Linked DNA regions of Pan troglodytes: regions 1 and 3 are each linked to region 2. Evidence: chromatin contacts called from public Hi-C data. All regions are on one chromosome and are shown on one strand. Each heading gives the region's core, a stretch centred on a gene start, on an enhancer-like site or on the middle of the called end of the contact. The rest is flanking DNA. Distances are from core to core; before and after follow the strand shown.

The links. Hi-C and Micro-C count contacts between places; a contact is called where the count stands out from the background.
Region 1: a contact with region 2 is called in a Hi-C map of induced pluripotent stem cells, with 2.3 times the contacts expected there. The contact joins the enhancer-like site here to the promoter of PEX26 in region 2. A contact is called at or near these places in 5 of 7 Hi-C or Micro-C datasets (blood, induced pluripotent stem cells, a lymphoblastoid cell line and 1 more), 1 of 1 datasets of contacts at active chromatin or transcription factors (stem cell-derived excitatory neurons) and 1 of 1 other capture datasets (stem cell-derived neural stem cells).
Region 3: a Hi-C map of induced pluripotent stem cells shows a contact between it and region 2, with 1.7 times the contacts expected there. The contact joins the enhancer-like site here to the promoter of PEX26 in region 2. A contact is called at or near these places in 3 of 7 Hi-C or Micro-C datasets (blood, induced pluripotent stem cells and stem cell-derived neural progenitor cells) and 1 of 1 datasets of contacts at active chromatin or transcription factors (stem cell-derived excitatory neurons).

The regions. Positions count from the first base shown.
Region 1 is chr23:20,543,690-20,546,611 of NHGRI_mPanTro3-v2.0_pri, reverse strand. The region is part of intron 21 of MICAL3 (microtubule associated monooxygenase, calponin and LIM domain containing 3); the gene reads left to right. Among named protein-coding and RNA genes, the nearest start is that of BID, 55 kb to the right of the region's middle. Within about 2 kb of position 1,356, at least 5 of the 24 cell types and tissues checked have an H3K27ac peak or open chromatin away from gene starts, as enhancers often do. A contact at or near this core is called in induced pluripotent stem cells, where this site is marked.
Region 2 is chr23:20,792,866-20,795,696 of NHGRI_mPanTro3-v2.0_pri, reverse strand. PEX26 (peroxisomal biogenesis factor 26) reads right to left here and starts at 1,381. Exons shown (of 6, transcript XM_016947301.4): 1 at 1,254-1,381; 2 at 695-1,005. The coding sequence starts at 924.
Region 3 is chr23:20,616,957-20,619,997 of NHGRI_mPanTro3-v2.0_pri, reverse strand. MICAL3 (microtubule associated monooxygenase, calponin and LIM domain containing 3) reads left to right here. Exons shown (of 32, transcript XM_016939665.4): 3 at 558-765; 4 at 2,650-2,766. Among named protein-coding and RNA genes, the nearest start is that of MICAL3, 120 kb to the left of the region's middle. Within about 2 kb of position 1,282, at least 8 of the 24 cell types and tissues checked have an H3K27ac peak or open chromatin away from gene starts, as enhancers often do. A contact at or near this core is called in induced pluripotent stem cells and stem cell-derived excitatory neurons, where this site is marked.

The DNA of each region.
Region 1 (2,922 bases), core at 107-2,606, 250 kb after region 2:
TTTGCCCTGTAGTTTCAGTTGAAAAAATTAATAAGGAAAGGGAATTTAGCTTTCTAGAGGATTCCCCGATCCTAGTCTAGGGTTTCGGAGGTGACTATGAGCTTAGTGCCCACTGGATGGGGCTCAGTTGATGGCACGCAGGGCAGCGTTTTGGGGACAGTGTCCTGAAGGGATACTCAGGCCCAGGGGCCAGCCACTCTGGCTGGTTCTGAAATAGTCTCTTGCCTTGGACTTGAGATTTTTCAATTCTGCCCCTATCTCTGGCTGTGTGTGGCCTCAAGTGATGAGGAGGGACTTGCTGGGCCTGTGCAGGAGAGAAGGCCATTCTTTCTCTGCTCCAGCAGCGCAGAAGTCTGGGGGGTGGTGAAGATGGAGCCAGGGCAGGTGGAGATCTGAGTCCCCAAAAGATAGATGTGGAGTGAGCAGGAAGGACATGACCTTTAATTTCTGAGCACCAGTGACTCCCTGCAGCGGTCAGAGGAGCGGTTGAGTTCTCAGTGACCCCAGGCCCCGCAGAGCTGGCACTGTGCTCATCTCTGCTTCTCCTGGCACCTGTGTGCTTGCTGCCCAGTCCCATCCGGGGGTCTGTTTTCTCTGGCACACAGGGCTGAGCCCTTGCCTGACAGGGCTCATGTTCCTGATCCAGTCCCCCGGGAGCTGTGCAGCTCCAGGATGTTGGCCCCAGTGAGGTGGGTTGGCAGAAGGAACCGCACCCTTGGGCGTCTGCCAGAACAGCTGGCGTCAGGGACTTCCTCGGGCTCCCTGAGGACCTGCTCTCCCAGTTCTCTACTCTTCCCTCCGAGGCAGAGGCTGGGCAGGACCCACAGGCAGCCCTTAGTGACCCGCACTCCACACCCTGTCCGCCGTAGGAGAAATGGGGTCTGTGAATCTGGGCTCTCCCTCCATGCTGCCGTGTCTGCAGAGCCAGGTGCCGGCGTGGCCTCTGCTAGCCAGCGGAGTGAGCATGCACAGCTGGTCCAGGGCACGGTGTTTTGTCTGCACTGTTCCAGACATCGTCACCTCCATCTGATGATGGTCACTCGGCAGCTTTGAGCCCTGGCACAGCTTAGGGTCGAAGCACGTTCCCTTTTCAGGAGAGTTGAGCCGAGCTTTCCTTCACGCAGACTTAATTTCCTGGACTTAGTGCTAACGTCGAGACCAAACCTGTAGGAAAAGAGCTTTAACTACACAAACACATACTGACAGATTCAGCCAAACTCCGAGAGTCCCGGACCGGAGCCTGTGTCCCTAGCGCAGGTGTGTCTGTTGGGCAGCCGACGGTGCCTGTGCAGGCAGTGGCTGGACGCTACTACTCCCTTCTCTTCCCTCCCTGCTTGATCGCGCTGTGGGATTCCTGATGCTGTGTGGGTCTCTGGCTCCCCCTGCCGTAGAAGGGGAGTACTGCCCCTGGGACACAGAACTGCAAGGCCAGTGGCGCCAGGTACCTCCCACAGGAAGAAGATTTGAGGACATTTAAAGGTACCCACTTTACCCCGTGCCCACCTTCTACCCCAGCTCCCTGGCAGCCATCCAAAATTTGCCTCCAAGAGCATGTCTCACAGACAGAGGTCTGTGTTTTATGGAACTGTGCTGACGGGCTCTGCACACATCTCACTGGGCTACTCTCCCTGGTCCCAGCCTGCCCAGACAGTCAGGCGCAAAGTAACATGTGAGTCAGAAGAGGTTCTGGAGGAAGTTGGAGAAGGCTCCAGAAGTGGCCTCATGGAATGTGGCCCCATCTATGCCGCATATGTTTTGCTGCAAGCTCATATCCAGCCGAGACTTGGCTCCTTCTCTGATGCAGGAAACCTATCGCCAGCGCAGGTGCCTTTAATGTTTCTCTGAGAAAGGAGGAAATGCTGGCTTGTGCTGTCGATAAGTCCCCAAGGCTGCATGTATTAGCAGGAAGCACAGCAGGACTCTGAGAGAAGAATGCGTCTCTTCTCTTTGTTGCTGAGAAGGTAGAGAGAGGCCCTGCACTCTTTGACTTACCTTCCTCAGTCCTGTGCATCCAGGCTGTTAGGTGACTCTGCTGTGACTTAGTCCCACCCAGCACCATAAAGAAAGGCAAATTGACGGCCGGGTGCAGTGGCTCATGCCTGTAATCCCAGCACTTTGGGAGGCCGAGGCGTGTGGATCACCTGAGATCGGGAGTTTGAGACCAGTCTGACCAACACGGAGAAACCCTGTCTCTACTAAAAAATACAAAAAATTAGTCGGACATGGTGGCACATGCCTGTAATCCCAGCTACTTGGGAGGCTGAGGCAGGAGAATTGCTTGAACCTGGGAGGCGGAGGTTGCGGTGAGCTGAGATCGTGCCATTGCACTCTAGCCTGGGCAACAAGAGCGACACTTCGTCTCAAAAAAAAAAAAAAAAGGCAAATTCACCTCAGAAAAAAGTCCACAAATCTATAGAGACCAGCAACATCTATAGAGACCAGCAACTCCAACAAGGGGCTAATACCCCACATACGGCTTGCAGGGCCAGCAACAAATCTATAGAGACTAGCAGCTCCAACAACGGGCTGATACCCCACATACGGCAGAGCACAGGGCCAGCATCACACTGGGTGGTCTTGCTGGTCCTTTCTGCCCGTTTCACATTCCCTGTTGCTTGAAGAGGCTGTCATAGTGACTGAAGCCAAGGCCAGATTGTCTGGTTAGACTCAGAGGAGGCATGTCACCCATTCCCAGATGGAAGCTGGCTCCTGGCAGGAACACGAATCCTTCAGATCAGGTGGCACCTGCTGAACAGCCACCTTCCCTTCCCAGTTGCTGGCTGTCCCTTTATCTTAACCCAACTATGTGGCACGGTCCAAGCACTAAGTACAGGGATCCCACAGGGCAGGGATCCGGAGGGGCCACTGGTGAGTTTCCATGTAGCTGAGAAACCAGGCCTTGTTTCCAGAGGTGATAAGCAG
Region 2 (2,831 bases), core at 132-2,631:
GTGGCCTAACCCAACTTTACAATGCAAAGAAATGACTCCCTCACCTGCCAGACGAGGCTGGTGGCATTAGAAAGAGCAATGCAAGCCCAAGGTTTTTTCCTCCGGATTCTTTTCTTTTTCTTCTTTTTGGTAGAGAAGAGGGCTCATTATGTTACCCAGGCTGGTCTCGAACTCCTGGGCTCAAGCAATCCTCCTGCCTCGGCCTCCCAAAGTGCTGGGATTACAGGCGTAAGCCCCAGCTCCCGGCCCTGAATTAATTCTTTAATCCAGTCCTCTAATTGGACCAGAACACTGCTCCTGCCATGACCCCCATTCCCCATCATCAGCCAAGGTCAGGAATAAACAACCTTGGGCGGGGCGGGGAGGGCGGAGGTACCTGGGAGAGGACTTTTACCACCTGCTTACTGACAGAACTTAGTACTTAATACACATTCAGCCTTCCCATCATGTCATTCTACCTTGGAACAAGGAGCAAATAATTGGCTGTGGGTTCCCCACTAAGTTTTTGTTACACGACTTCCCTTCTCTGTAGAATGGGCACACGATGAGCGACCACCCTCTCGGAGACAAACCACTGATGAAAGCCAGGTGTAAAGCTCCGTGTGGGCAATCTGGGAAGGACAGAACTCCTGAGACCTTGAGCCCCACCACAAGAGCGCCCGGAAATCGGTTCATTTCCGAGCCCAGCACGTACGTGCCCGCGGGTTCCTCTGCCACGGCGTGGTTGGCCAGACTCTGCCAGGCCCGCTCGCAGGTCTCCAGCGCCGCCCGGAAGTCCAGGTGCACCACCAGGAGGTCGGCCGCCTCCTCCAGAAGGTCCACGGCCGGCGCCCGGGCCGGGACCGCGCGCACCGGCTCGCTGCTGCGCAGGGGTCCCCCGAGCCCCCTGAGGGGGGCTGCAGAGGTCGAAGAATCGCTCTTCATAACGAGTCCGGGTCCAAGGCCCAGGTCCTCAGACGTCGGAGTGACCGCCTCCCCAGAGGCTCCGGGATATCCCGAGTTGGCCTGGGCGAAGAGGGAGAGTCCTCATCTCTTTGCCCACACCCCTTCCCGAGGTCGATTCCCCGAGAAGGAAAAGGAAGGGGCCTATCTGAGGCAAAAGCTGGGCTCGCCTGGAGGCTGGGGAAGCAGTTTACACGTCAGATTTGCAGGATTCTTGCATCCCTGGAATACCTGGCCCTAGCTTCTCCGGCCCCGCGACACGTGCAGGAACTGCCTCAGCTCCGGGCTCCTGGTTACGATCAAAGACTCACCTCGCCTCCCGGCAGCGGGCGCGGACATCTTTGCGCTCGCCCAGCCCCGCAGCCGCGCGGCGTCCCGGCGGCGCGGGGTACTCTAGGAGTTGTAGTTCCTCAGCTCTCGGCCCATCGCCTTCTGCAATGGAAGTAGGAGGCAGAGCGCGGACTACAACCCCCAGCACGCCGCGCCCCGGAAGCCGCCTCTGTGCCGTGAGAAAACAAACTGGTGCTACAGCTTCGGGGTGCGGAAGTCAAAACAAACCAAAACCGAAGCTGTCTTGTGAAATGGAGGGGTCCTCACTAACCAGTTCCAGCGGAGGCTAACGAAAGAAGTGCCAGCAATGGATGTGCAGCTACATGCACGCTTTTAATTCAGAGCTTCTGCGACGGTGGCGATCAGGGGATCTGTAATGTAATGTAATGTCAAGGCTGACGCAGAGCTGATCAAACATTTTGGCAACCTTAGTCTTGAATTGATTCACACTTTCTCCGCGTTGCCTCCGGAGTTTGCTGTAGGGGAATGAATATTGCCTGGTGAGGATGAGGGACTTAGGGTGGAAACCTTCACAAGGACCACTGAGAATATGTTGGTCCCAAGGGCAATGTTCCAAAATGAATAGTGACCCCACCGAGGCGAGGTTGGGGGCGCTGAGCATAAGGGCCTCATTTTCTCACTGCTCTCTGCCCCATCCTGAATTTGCTGTTAGAAAACAACGTTAAATGCAGATACCAATTCCACCTCCCCACTGTTGTCACTTCCGATCTGTCTTTATATTTCTCCTTATCATTTATCACCATCTACATACCAATGTCTATATTTTACTTATTTTTATTGTCTATTTCCTTCCACTATGATATAAACTCACAAAGGCAGACGTTTTTGTCTCTTTTGTTCACTGTGGGAACCTCAATGCCTTGAACAGTGCCTGTCATCTATAGGTAGTCAAAAAGTATTTGTGGAATAAATGAAGTCCTGGCTTCACTTTTATCTGGTTACAGGGTCCAAACTTCTCTTTCCTCGGAGTCTGGTGGACTTGGTTCTGCCTCAGCTTCCCATGCAGACTTTTCTGCAAGAGAACGGAAATCCCAGAAGATGGATGTGTGCATGTCTGGTGACAAGGGCAGGGGATGTATGATGTGAGCAGGTGCCTGTTTAATCTAATTTCTAGGAGAGCAAAGATTCTAGGGAAGCTTTGGAGTGAATTCAAAGGGTAGAGAACTGGGGAGAAACTAAAGCCAAGAGGATCTAGTACAAATGTGGGAAGCTTGGCAAAGCCCGGGTGAAACAGAATATAATAATAAGTGTGATTTGTGGATCTGTTTAAAATTATTATTATAGTTACAATTTACCAAATACTCTGTTCCCAGTACTTTACTATAAAGTGCATTATGTACGGTATGGTTTTGTTTTTCACAATGTCCTTATCTTACATTGTGTAACTTGCTCATGGAATGACTGTGTATCCCCTGAATAGCAAACATACTTAGTTCTGTCCCTGCAGAGCAGAGTAGAGCTCAATACACATCTTTGAACCAAAAGAGCCTCGGTTTGACTGAGATTTTGTCGCTTACTAGTTGTGTGACCTCGGCAAT
Region 3 (3,041 bases), core at 33-2,532, 180 kb after region 2:
TCATGTTCCTGGACGTTCAGTCTAGAAATGGGGATTTTGGAACTCTTATCAGCACACAAAACTTTGGCTCTTGAAAATTGCTTCCCGGGAATCATGTGTGTGGTAGACTCATTCCAGGAGGCTTGAGATTGCCTGGAGTGTGTATGTAGTACTGTGTATCTCTTTGGACAGAAATCTGCCTGACCTAGAAACCTTCGAAATGGTCCTCTCCTGTTGATGTAAGATTGTATTTGATTGTCATATCGTTTGTTGAGATGATGGCCACTTAAATATGCTGCAGATCAAGGGCCTTCCAGGCTGTCCAAGGTGAACAGGTGCCGAGCTTGTGTCTAGCACTGATGGTTCTGTCTTCTCCATTCATGGTGGTGATCACTAGCTCTTCTCTTAAGCCATGGCAGGTGCTCTGCTGTGACCCACGTAGGTGTGAAGGTTTCTTGGCAGTGGGGAGAATAGCCCTATTTCGGGGCTTTAGGGAGTGATGATCATACAATCATGAGACTTCTTGAGAATTGTTTGTTGGAAGTGCCGCCTGCCCTGAAAGCAGCTGTGTTTTTCAGTGTCTCATCATTGGGGCTGGCCCCTGTGGTCTCCGTACAGCCATCGACTTATCCTTACTGGGGGCCAAGGTGGTTGTTATTGAGAAACGAGATGCCTTCTCCCGCAACAACGTCTTGCATCTCTGGCCATTCACCATACATGATCTACGAGGTCTGGGTGCCAAGAAGTTCTATGGCAAGTTCTGTGCTGGAGCCATCGACCATATCAGTAAGTAAAACTAGCTTTCCTGTAAGATTCCACCCTACCCCTTGCACGCTTGTTCAGTAGAAAGAGACAGGCAGATTAGCTGAGGAATTCATATGCCACCCAATTTCTTCTAATCTCATTACTGTCTTTCTTGTAGTAAGTGCACTCATCTTGAAGTAAAAACACCTGCTATGCGGTGGTTCTATAATTTAGGACTCTTAAATGTGAGTGTATTGATAACCTGTGAAATGTGGGGTTTGGCTTGAGGATTTCTGTTAGGTCTTGGACTCTTCCTGAGCTCTTGCAGTTTGTGGGATGGGCACTGGGGCAGGCACTGGGGAAACGATGACCAGTTTGGGCCCAGACCCTCTGGTGGTCCTTCTTGCAGTGGCAGAAGTACACAGGCATGCAGCTGTCTGTGCTGTGACCTGATACATTCTCTACTAATGTAAGAACAAAGTGCTGTGGGGACACAGTCCTGGGGGGAGCCACACTTGCAGGAGGCGCAGAGCCCTGGCCTGGCCGTTAATGGCAAGGGGATAACGGCATTCCTCTGGTCAGGTGGTTCTTGTGCGGTCTGCAAGCTCTTGCTGTTCTTTTGTCACCTCTAAGCTCAGCCCGGGCCTTTGCTTTTCTGAGATCCTACCGGGTATGAATACAAGTTAATGCAATCAGCGGTGTTTGACTGTAAGTGGCCAGAAAAGCAATTCAGAACAGGCAGTGTGCGTTATGAAACTGAAAGCTTTTTATTGATTATCATTAATGCTTTCAGGAAAGCTTCATCGAGGAGCCTTTGTTCTGAGCTTCTCCAGATGTGTCCTGTAAACACAGTCAGTCATGGAACCTTTTGCTGTTTGCAGCAGCTGTGCCAATTTATCAGACGCTGGCTGGCAGTGACCACATTCCACTGGCAGAGGAAGCACTCTGCCCATCTGCTGGCTATAGTTTGTAAAGCATCTTGGGACCCACAGTTCTCTGCGAAAATACTGTGCTAGCGCAGAGCTTAACAAGTCTTTGGGAATGGGACTCAGAAGGGTGGTGGCTGTGGTAAACTGGGGAGAACAACCAAGATGACGTGAGGAGGATTTGCATTGCTCCTGGCACGTTAGTCACAGGCTCCAGTTAAGTTTGGTCTTAAGAGAGAACCAAGGGTCATTAACTCAGTGGATTTGTCTGCCTTAATTGTGGCAAGATTCATCTTAGGGTTGAGAGGGTCTTCTACCAGGGCCTAGATCTTTATCTCTGCACCTTAAGTCGCTGCCATGCCTGGTGCCTGCAGGTGCTCATGGACGTCGAATAAATCAATCAGTCTCACTATGAAAATAAGCAAGATTGTCAGTCATTCTGGCCTCAGTTTCCACAGCTATAGACCAGGAATAGGAGGGGGAATGGTAGGAGGATCTAGTTGGATTGCGATTTCCCTTCCTTGCCTTATAAGAATGTGTGATGATCAACCAGGGAATGGGCTGAAAGACACCTGTGGGCGGGGAGGTCATGCGGCAGCTCTGCATCTGACCGTGGGCTGCACCCTGTGGGTGCACATCTGCCTCCTAGCAGGATTGGAGATGCTGCCAATATGGCAGCCCCAAATTGGGAAGATGGAAAGGAACCTCCTGTAGGCCACAGTCCCATGTTGTCTCCGAGCTTTTGGTTGTTTAAAACACTGAACCCGAGAGGTGGGAGTGTCCTGTGTGTTGCTCTAGAACAGCTCTTCCGCTGGGTTATATTTGCCTTTAAGAAAGGAAGAAGTTACAGAGCGTGGCTTTGGAAGGTCTCCTGCTACAGCAGGCTTTGGGAATCTGAATGAAGGGGGCGTAGGTGGCGGGGTGGGAGCCTGAGCCGCGACACGGATGGGTACCCCCTTCTCCATGTGTTCCCATCAACGTCATCTCCGTATTCTCCCAGGTATCCGTCAGCTCCAACTAATACTTTTGAAAGTAGCCTTGATCCTAGGCATTGAAATCCACGTCAATGTGGAATTCCAAGGACTTATACAGCCTCCTGAGGACCAAGAGAATGAACGTAAGTTATACTGGAGGAGTGAAGAAGGCGTGAGAGGGTGTTGATGGGTGAGGAAGATGAGATTGAGGGAGCAAACCAAAGGCTCCTGAGGGCTGCTTCCAGAGCTAGCCAAAGCCTGTGCCTTTGGGGACTTGGCCTGGATGCAGCCTTAGATGTCGCAGGCGCACATGTGGTGGGAAGGGCCCCGTGAGCCCTCTGCAAGGCTTCTTTCCTTCTGTGGTTTGTCCCCACTGCTTTTTCTTTGTTAGACGAGAGTCTCACTCTGTCACCTAGCC